2 separate regions of the Mus musculus genome follow, and region 1 is linked to region 2. Evidence: chromatin contacts called from public Hi-C data. All regions are on one chromosome and are shown on one strand. Each heading gives the region's core, a stretch centred on a gene start, on an enhancer-like site or on the middle of the called end of the contact. The rest is flanking DNA. Distances are from core to core; before and after follow the strand shown.

Region 1 (3,765 bases), core at 860-3,359, 160 kb after region 2:
AGGCGGGGTTCTGAAGGGTCTGGGTTATAAAATCTGATGGAGTGTTTGAGGCTGCCTTTCGTGCAAGTGGTCTGACTTCTTGGGAGGTATGCAGGAGCAGCCCCTGCAAGCTTGGCGATTTCCAGAGAGAGGCACCCAGACAGAAAGCACTGGCGGTGTTCCCCTGTGCTTCACAGGCTGTATGGATTCCTTGCCCTTCCAATAATGATAGTGCCGAGTCAGCACTGTTATCTTTGAGAAAATGGACAGGGTCAGCCAGGATGCAGAAACACACACACACACACACACACACACACACACACACACACTCACACATGCACTCAATACTCAGTTATGCAGCAAACTTGGGGGCCTGAGGTCAAGCAGACCACATCTTCCTTCCTGTAGGTGAGAGTAGTTCCCAGAGGCAAGCTTTTGCTTTGGCCTGGCTGGGGGCAGCTGTATTTGGGGACTGAGGGGACCTCCCACTTGTCTTTCTGACTGGACAGCAAGGATGATGGAGAAGGATCTAGGTGTCACCGTGGGCAGTCACAGAAAGGTCATAGCCTGGTGTCAAGTCTCCACGGGAGGAACTTTGGCTGGCACATTGGGGTCAGAGGACAGTGACAGAATTCCAGCCCCTAAGCCCAGAACACAAAAGTGGAACTCTTTAATTCCTGTGTAATCTTTGAGAAGGAAAACACTCCCTCACCCTGCTGGCTCCATTATAAGGAGCCATGTTTGCACTGCCAACATCTTGGGGGCTCTTCTGAGGTTTGCAGGGTTATGTTGTTGTCATTGTTGTTGTTGTTGTTGTTGTTGTTGTGATTGTTGGTATTTTGTTTTGTTTTGAGGGATGAAGCAAACTATCTCCTAGCTGTTTTAGTAAGTCCCAGTCCTTCCAAGCTTGTTTTTAAAACATTCTTTGGTGGGAGCCTGGTTTACTGTGTCTACAGATCTGGGGGTGATTATGTTCCTCCTATTTCACAATTTCAGTTGATATTTGTTCTGCCTGGTTTGGCTTTTGGAAAGTAAGAGGACGTAACTGGCTTTTGGAGACTGTGGACCGTCCCCTCCCTGCCTGGTCCCCTGGCTCTCTTGTTCTGGGAATTGTACCTATTTATTGTCTCTGGTCACTTTACATAAAGAGTTTTGTAAAAGGAACGAGGGATGAAGGATGACTCTTAAGTTTCTTTTTTACACTGACAAGCGATTTCTTCCTTGGTTTGTGGTTGTGGGCCACATGAGAGCAGCTGAGGAGGGACACGTTAGCCAGGACCTGCCCTCCGTCTTTCCACTTTATTCTACATGCAAGAGAAGGGCAGAGATTGCCACAGCGTGGCGACGGCCTTCTGCCCAACTCCGTATCCCTCCAGACACGATGGCGTTGAAATCCACTCTTCATGCTGCTGTTGGTCAACATTTGAAGACTTGTTTATGAAAATATCAGGAACTGTCAGAACCCCACAGTAGGAAACCTTACCCCCAACACACATCAACCTCCGTTGTCCCTGCCCAAAATAACAAATCAGCTTCCTGGAAGGGCCTTGCTCAAACCTGGGAGCGACGTCAGCCTGCCCTCTGCCTGTGCGTATGAGGGCTGACCTTCTGAGATCAAACATTGTCCTGTCCAAGAGTCCCTTTGCCTAGAAATGTTCCTGCCTGGTGCAGATCCCTGTTTCCCTCAGCAGCCTGGCTGATTGTCTTCCCAGGGGGACTTGCCCAGTTCTGCTCTGAGCCACAGCTCTGCCAAAGTAAACCACATAGACTTACAAACAGTTTAAAATTCATTTTTCCTAGATGAGCTAAAGATGCATAAGGGAGAGAGAGGAACTTCATTTTTTTAAAAGTGTGTATGTGGGGGAGGGTCTTTTAGTATTATTATTAATAAGATCATGATGGTGATGAGAACAGGGATGTTTCAGAGGCTGGGGATGACCTGTCAGCTATACAAGACACATCTGTGACAGAGAAGAATCCATAGTGGCTCTCGCATACTGGAAGTCCTGGTGGCAGAGCTGAGAACCCATCACGTTGCAGGGATGTCAAACAGTATTGAACAGAGCTGTGAGCCAGGGTCTGCTGCTGGCACAGCACTTGGTTCTTCCAGACAAACAGGCCAGTTTCCCAGGATTTTGCAAGCAGCAGATGAGACCTGAATGATCACACACCAGATCTTGGCAGGGATTTGCTGTCCCTGTTTGCAAGATTGTCCCAGATTGGATCACAATGTACATAGAGATGGCTCTGAAATTCCCTCAGAGAACAAATTCCTCAATACAACTCTTCATCTGGAAATTTACCTAGCCACCCCCACCCCCGTCCACAAAAATGCTAACGTTTTTAAACTTGAAGGTGCATCAGAGGGGCCAGATGCAGTAGCAGACACATCTGTAAGCCCAGCATTCTTACAGTGAGATGGGAGGCTAAGACAAGGAGCCACAGAAGCGTGAGGGTCAGCTAGCCTTGGAGTGTGCAGTAGGGGACAGTAAGAGTGTCTCAGGCAAAAAGTCCCTGTATGGTTTAATAGGACCAGCAGAGGTTGTCCTGTGATCTCCACCCATGAGCTGTGGTATGCTTCCTCAGCCATGTTAATAAAGAGGGCAAGAATAAAAACAGTGATCAGCTGAACAGATTGGTGTTACCATTTATTTGGTGCATCCCAACACCCTGCTAGCATCTCTGTTTGCTTTGTGTCTGCACGCTCCACTCCTCTCTGGGGGGACGGAGAGTGCAAGGGGACTTGATTTTACTCCAGGGTGCACGTTTAGCATGGAAGCCACGGCTGCCTGCAGCAAGCAAGCAGGAGGGTGGAGGAGACTGTAGCCTCTGCTGGACACTGTGAATCGGTGCTTGTTCTGTGCTTACAATGAACATCATCACCATAGAAACCTGGCAAGAGCTGTGTAAGAGTCTGCAGCCTTCGCCAGATGAATGTTTTGCTGTTAGGATTTGCTGTGGTCCTATTAAATCATACGGGGTGTTTTTCTGCCGGGCAACAGGCGCTGTCATAAAATGCATCCATCATCAGATCCTCACGCCACCCGTTGACCAGCCCCATGGTGCGTGTTGACATAAGCGGGCTGCAAACGGCACCCACAGCTGCAGGCTTGTGACAGGGACTCCCTTGCAACAGGTGTATGCTTTAAAGGACCCTGAACCTGGATTTACAGTGAGGCCAGCTGCTGCCTTTGGGACTGACCATTTGTCATCTCTAGATGGGTCACCCTCCTAAAAGACTAGCTTGTTGGAAATTCTATCCTCACCCATGGGACCCTGTCATAATTTTCTTTTTGCTGGCTTCTGCTAGCAGGGAGAAAAGAAGCTGAACAGCTTGCCCAAGCTTTAAGTTACAAAATCAACCAAACAAAACACTCACTTAGACCAGGCAGTACTGAAACATTCCAGAGATCTGAGAGTCCCAAGGTTGGTTAGGAACAAGGTCCTTGCCTCCTCTGGCAGAGTCCAGAGGTGACACCCAGCTCTGCTTTGTACAGCAGAAAGCATCAGCTCTGAACACCATGGCCCGCTAAATGTCCTCCACAAGAAAAATATTGTGGGCAGTTTCTATTCTGGGAGGAACTTTTGGTAAACAAAAACTTTATCCGGGTGCCACTCATCACTGTACTGAAGAAGGGGAAAAGACTTGAAATAGCCAAGTGGACGATTTTGGTTGGCTCAAAGCCCGAGTTCTTCTACCAGCTTGGGTACTTTGAGACCCACACTCACAGAGTGCTCTTGGAGCTTCCTGACAAAGTTTAACTTGAGTGGCGCAGGCATGTACAG
Region 2 (4,047 bases), core at 367-2,866:
GATCATATCATTTCCTCAGAGTGGGAGGTATTAAGTGACCTGTCTGAAAACACATGGGCAGGCCCGACACACTCTCTGGTAATGGTTTCTGTCTTCAAGCAACATGGGTAGGAAAGGGTTTATTTAACTTATACTCCTAGGTATAGTCCATCATTAAGGAATATCAGGGCAGGAACTCCAGCATGTCAGGGACTTGGAGGCAGGAACTGAGGCAGAGATCATGGAGGAATGACACTTACCGATTTGTTTCCCATGACTTCCTCAGCCTGCTTTCTTATAGCACCCAGGACCACCATCCCAGGACTGGCACACCCACACTGAGCTGGACCCTTTCAGATCAACCATAAGAAAAATGCACCACAGGCTAGCCCATAGATCATTCTGGTGGGAGCATATTCTCAATTGAGGTACCCTCTTCTAAATGACATTGGCTATGTCAAGTTGATATAAGAACTGGCCAGTGCATACATTGAATCTAAAGAGCTAGCATGTTTCTGGAGAAATGGGCTGATGGTTTGAGATAGTATTTTGGGCCACTATGTCTGAGGTGTGGGGAGCTATCTGGGGGTTTGCTCATGGGTTTAAAAGTCACTCATGGATGAGTGACTGGAGGGCCGTGTAAAGGAGTGGATGCTGAGAACAAGCTGTTGACAGCCACTCTCTCACAGCTACCAGAAAGACGGTAACCACCAGGCTCTGAGGCTGATGGCTGGTCCAGAGTTGGGTAATCTTGTGCTATGTATTGATTTTTGGATCATGCCAGACCCAGATTAATGAGTGTTTAGTTTCTTTCTAACCCAGTTTTTCTGAAGGCTCCCAAAACAAAAATAATCGTCTGCAGGGGCAGGTGTGGGAGAGGTCACAATGCCACCAGTTCCAGAACTGTAAGGTCCACACACGCTGTGCTTCATTTGTTCTCCAATGAAGGCCTCTGAAGTGTCTGTTGCTAGTGGCTTTGGTGTCTGTGTGCAGGCTTGTGTCTGGATTTTCTTCCATGAGCCCTATATCTCTATCCATCAATATCCCATCTGAGGCTCCCCATAGGTCCCAGGCCCTGCCTCTGCTCAGTGTCTCAAGCTGCAAACATCCTCTGCTGGTACAGGTCTGATTGGCACAGGTGTGTGTGTGTGTGTGTGTGTACTATGCTATGCATGGGTTTTCAGTTTTCTCCTACCACGTGGGTTCTGGAGACTGAACTCAGGTCATTTGCTTTTAATCCACTGAGTCAGCCACCTTGCTGTCTCTACACGCGTGTTCTGAGACAAGGTCTCTCAGTGCACCTGGCACCCATGGATTCTGCTATCACCGATGAGCTTCAGAAGTCCCCGACTCCATTCCCCCAATCACTGGAGACCCAGGCATCTGTGCCGCTGCATCTGCTCATGTGTGAGTTCTAGGGACATCAATTCCGGTCTTCCTACTTGCCCAGCAAAGGTTTTTACTGATGAGCCACTTCCCTAGACCCTCAATGCCTCCCTTAATTTTTTAAAGATCAAACGTGTCTCCTTGGTGACACTGGCTGCAGGCTCACAGAAGTGTTTAGAGACAGCTTGTCCCATCGGAGTCCTCACGTAACCTGTTCTGTGGGGCTGGAGAGCCGTCACCCTCATCCGATGCTCTTCCCGCCCAGTTCTTTGCCAACAGGCAACAAACCAAACAAGATGTGTGAGGGCATCTGTCCCCAGGTCCTCTGCTGGCTGGGCTGAAACTCTTAGCTTGGGGAAGCTGTTATAGATGTCTGGCCAGGTCTTCCTGCAACATGCCTTACACACCCGACCGGTTTCATCACCACAGAACTGTACAATCGAGTTTTTGTTCTTGTTCTAAGTGCCCCAAAACCCCCGTGGCTGAGAATACAGCGGTGCAGAGGAACCCCAGCCCAAGACCACGTGGCTTGGTCTTGGCAAACAGCTGGTCCGCATGCATCCTACAGACCTTTGTTTCTTTTAAGTTTTACTGAATGTCCTCAAGTGGCTCTTTGAATGGAAGCCTTACGAAAGAAAAACATTTGTTTTGTGGGAAAGACAGCTTCTAGAAGGGTGTGTTTTAGCTCTTTTTTGGACTAGGGCTTTGATGTATGGACACTGGCCATCTACAGTGACTAAGGTGAGTGTCTGGGTCTGGGATCAGCCTTTTGGTACATCATCTAAGACCTGTGAGATCTGTGAATTTTGACAATGCAGGAAGCAGGTGTTGTGCTTCCTGCCCCTGCCCCTTGCTTTGACATTCTAGATGTGTACTGTTGGTAACTATTTCTACGAACACTTGAACAAATGTTTATTCACCCCAGATAGGGCAGGCCAAAGGAACGACAGCATCCACGCCCAGCTTGTTGAAGTGCTGGATTTATTTAGGTCACTTATAGGTGCACGGGTGAGGGGTTATTTATAGGAATACGGAGACCTCCAAACATTTCTTCCTCCAAAAGTTCCACCCTGGCACGGATGAGATGGCTTCCTCATAGCTACTTAGCTGGAGCCCTCCTTCAGTTAAGTCCTTCACCCCTACCAGCTCCCGAACCTTCCCAAACCTTATGCAGCTGGGTCAGAATTACACACAGCTGGAAGGAGGCTGCAGGGGTGAGTGAGTGGCTGGAATCTCAGCTTTCAATCTAATCACCTTCTCCATGATGGTAGGGACTATCAGCAGGTCTCCTCTCATGAGGGTCTCCTGTGGGTACTAAGAGGGTCTCCTGTATGTTCTGATGATAACAGCTGTGCCGTGCCCAGAGGACAGCATTCCACAACACCGTGGAACGGAGGCTGTCAGAGAACTTACCTGTGAGGGCAGTTCACCTCCTCAGTCTGCTCCCAGGAGCTGGTGTTCCAGACTTCTGTTTCTTGGTCTTAGATAACTCTCCTCAGCAGTTGAGGGTCAGGGACCAGACTATTATTACCCCCATGTATGAAAAAGTCCATTTGTAGTCAAAAGGCTTAGTTTTCTGTTTTTAAATTATCATCAACATCCATCCATAAGATCTCAGGCCTTGTTTACCCAGTGGATTCTGAGCAGCTTCTGAATGCTCAGGCACTAACGCTGAGGGTATAGCTCACGTTATAAACAGGTGGGCATGAGAGTTTCTAGATAGAATGTGTGTAGAAATTATAAGACCAGGAAAGAAGTGTGACTTAAGAATTGAGATGGAAAGGGTACAAGGATCAGATCATCCCAAGGACAAAAAAGGTGGGGCAGAGCTGAGGGTGGTGGATCTGCAGGACTGGTCTGAGAAGATGCTGCAGAGATGGCACACCATGGAACAAGCTCTCTAAGCACAAAGACTATTCTGGGATGTTGTCTGTGAGGACCTGTTATGTACCTAATTTCTGTCCTGGGAGGAAGAGGGAGGCTCCTAAAGATTCAGGAACTAAAGGAAACTTAGAAGGCACAGGAAGTTCCTGAAAGTTATAAGATTCACAAAGTCCCTGCCATGATCACATAAAAGAGATTCTCTAGTCAGACAAGCTGCCTGCAAGTGTGCAGGATGTCTTTCCTGAGTCATTACCCATGCTGCAGTGGACTGCTCAGTGATGCAGCTGCTACTGAGTCACTCAAGCTCCTCCAAGCAACCCTGAGAAACTCACTGGATCACCAGCTTAGACTCTGGTGGAATTGGTTCCTTGGAATGTTGGTGTCCTAGCTGGATCAAGTTGACATTTGTTTATCTATTCCCAGGAAAAGTCATACAGTAAGACCAAGGAATGGAGTACAAGGGTAGCCAGTGGGGGTGAGAAGCTGGCCTAACACAGGGGTATTCACAAGCCATGATAAGAAGCATATGTTGTGTCTAAGACAAAAGAAGCCAGACCTGGAAAGACACTTCAGATAAAGTGCTTGGTGTACAGGTACACGGACCTGAGTCTGAGCCTCGGCTTCCATATAAAAAGCTGGACTCGGTGGCACAAATCCATAACCCCAGCATCGCGTGGGGGAGGAGCCTGAGAGATCTCCATGAGTTGTTGAATTGGTGAGTTCGGGGTTCACTGAGAGAGCTTGTCTCCAAACAAACAAACAGAGCCATAAAGGAAGGCATTTGATGCTGACCTTTGA

The links. Hi-C and Micro-C count contacts between places; a contact is called where the count stands out from the background.
Region 1: a contact with region 2 is called in a Hi-C map of liver, with 2.6 times the contacts expected there. The contact joins two enhancer-like sites. A contact is called at or near these places in 1 of 15 datasets of contacts at CTCF or cohesin (CD8 T cells), 2 of 484 Hi-C or Micro-C datasets (bone marrow-derived macrophages and liver) and 6 of 115 datasets of contacts at active chromatin or transcription factors (CD8 T cells, embryonic stem cells, large pre-B cells and 3 more).

What each region holds. Positions count from the first base shown.
Region 1 is chr13:52,152,197-52,155,961 of GRCm38.p6, forward strand. No RefSeq gene overlaps it. Among named protein-coding and RNA genes, the nearest start is that of 4921525O09Rik, 57 kb to the left of the region's middle. Within about 2 kb of position 2,110, at least 98 of the 459 cell types and tissues checked have an H3K27ac peak or open chromatin away from gene starts, as enhancers often do. A contact at or near this core is called in liver, where this site is marked.
Region 2 is chr13:51,990,800-51,994,846 of GRCm38.p6, forward strand. No RefSeq gene overlaps it. Among named protein-coding and RNA genes, the nearest start is that of Gm40948, 91 kb to the right of the region's middle. Within about 2 kb of position 1,617, at least 4 of the 459 cell types and tissues checked have an H3K27ac peak or open chromatin away from gene starts, as enhancers often do. A contact at or near this core is called in liver, where this site is marked.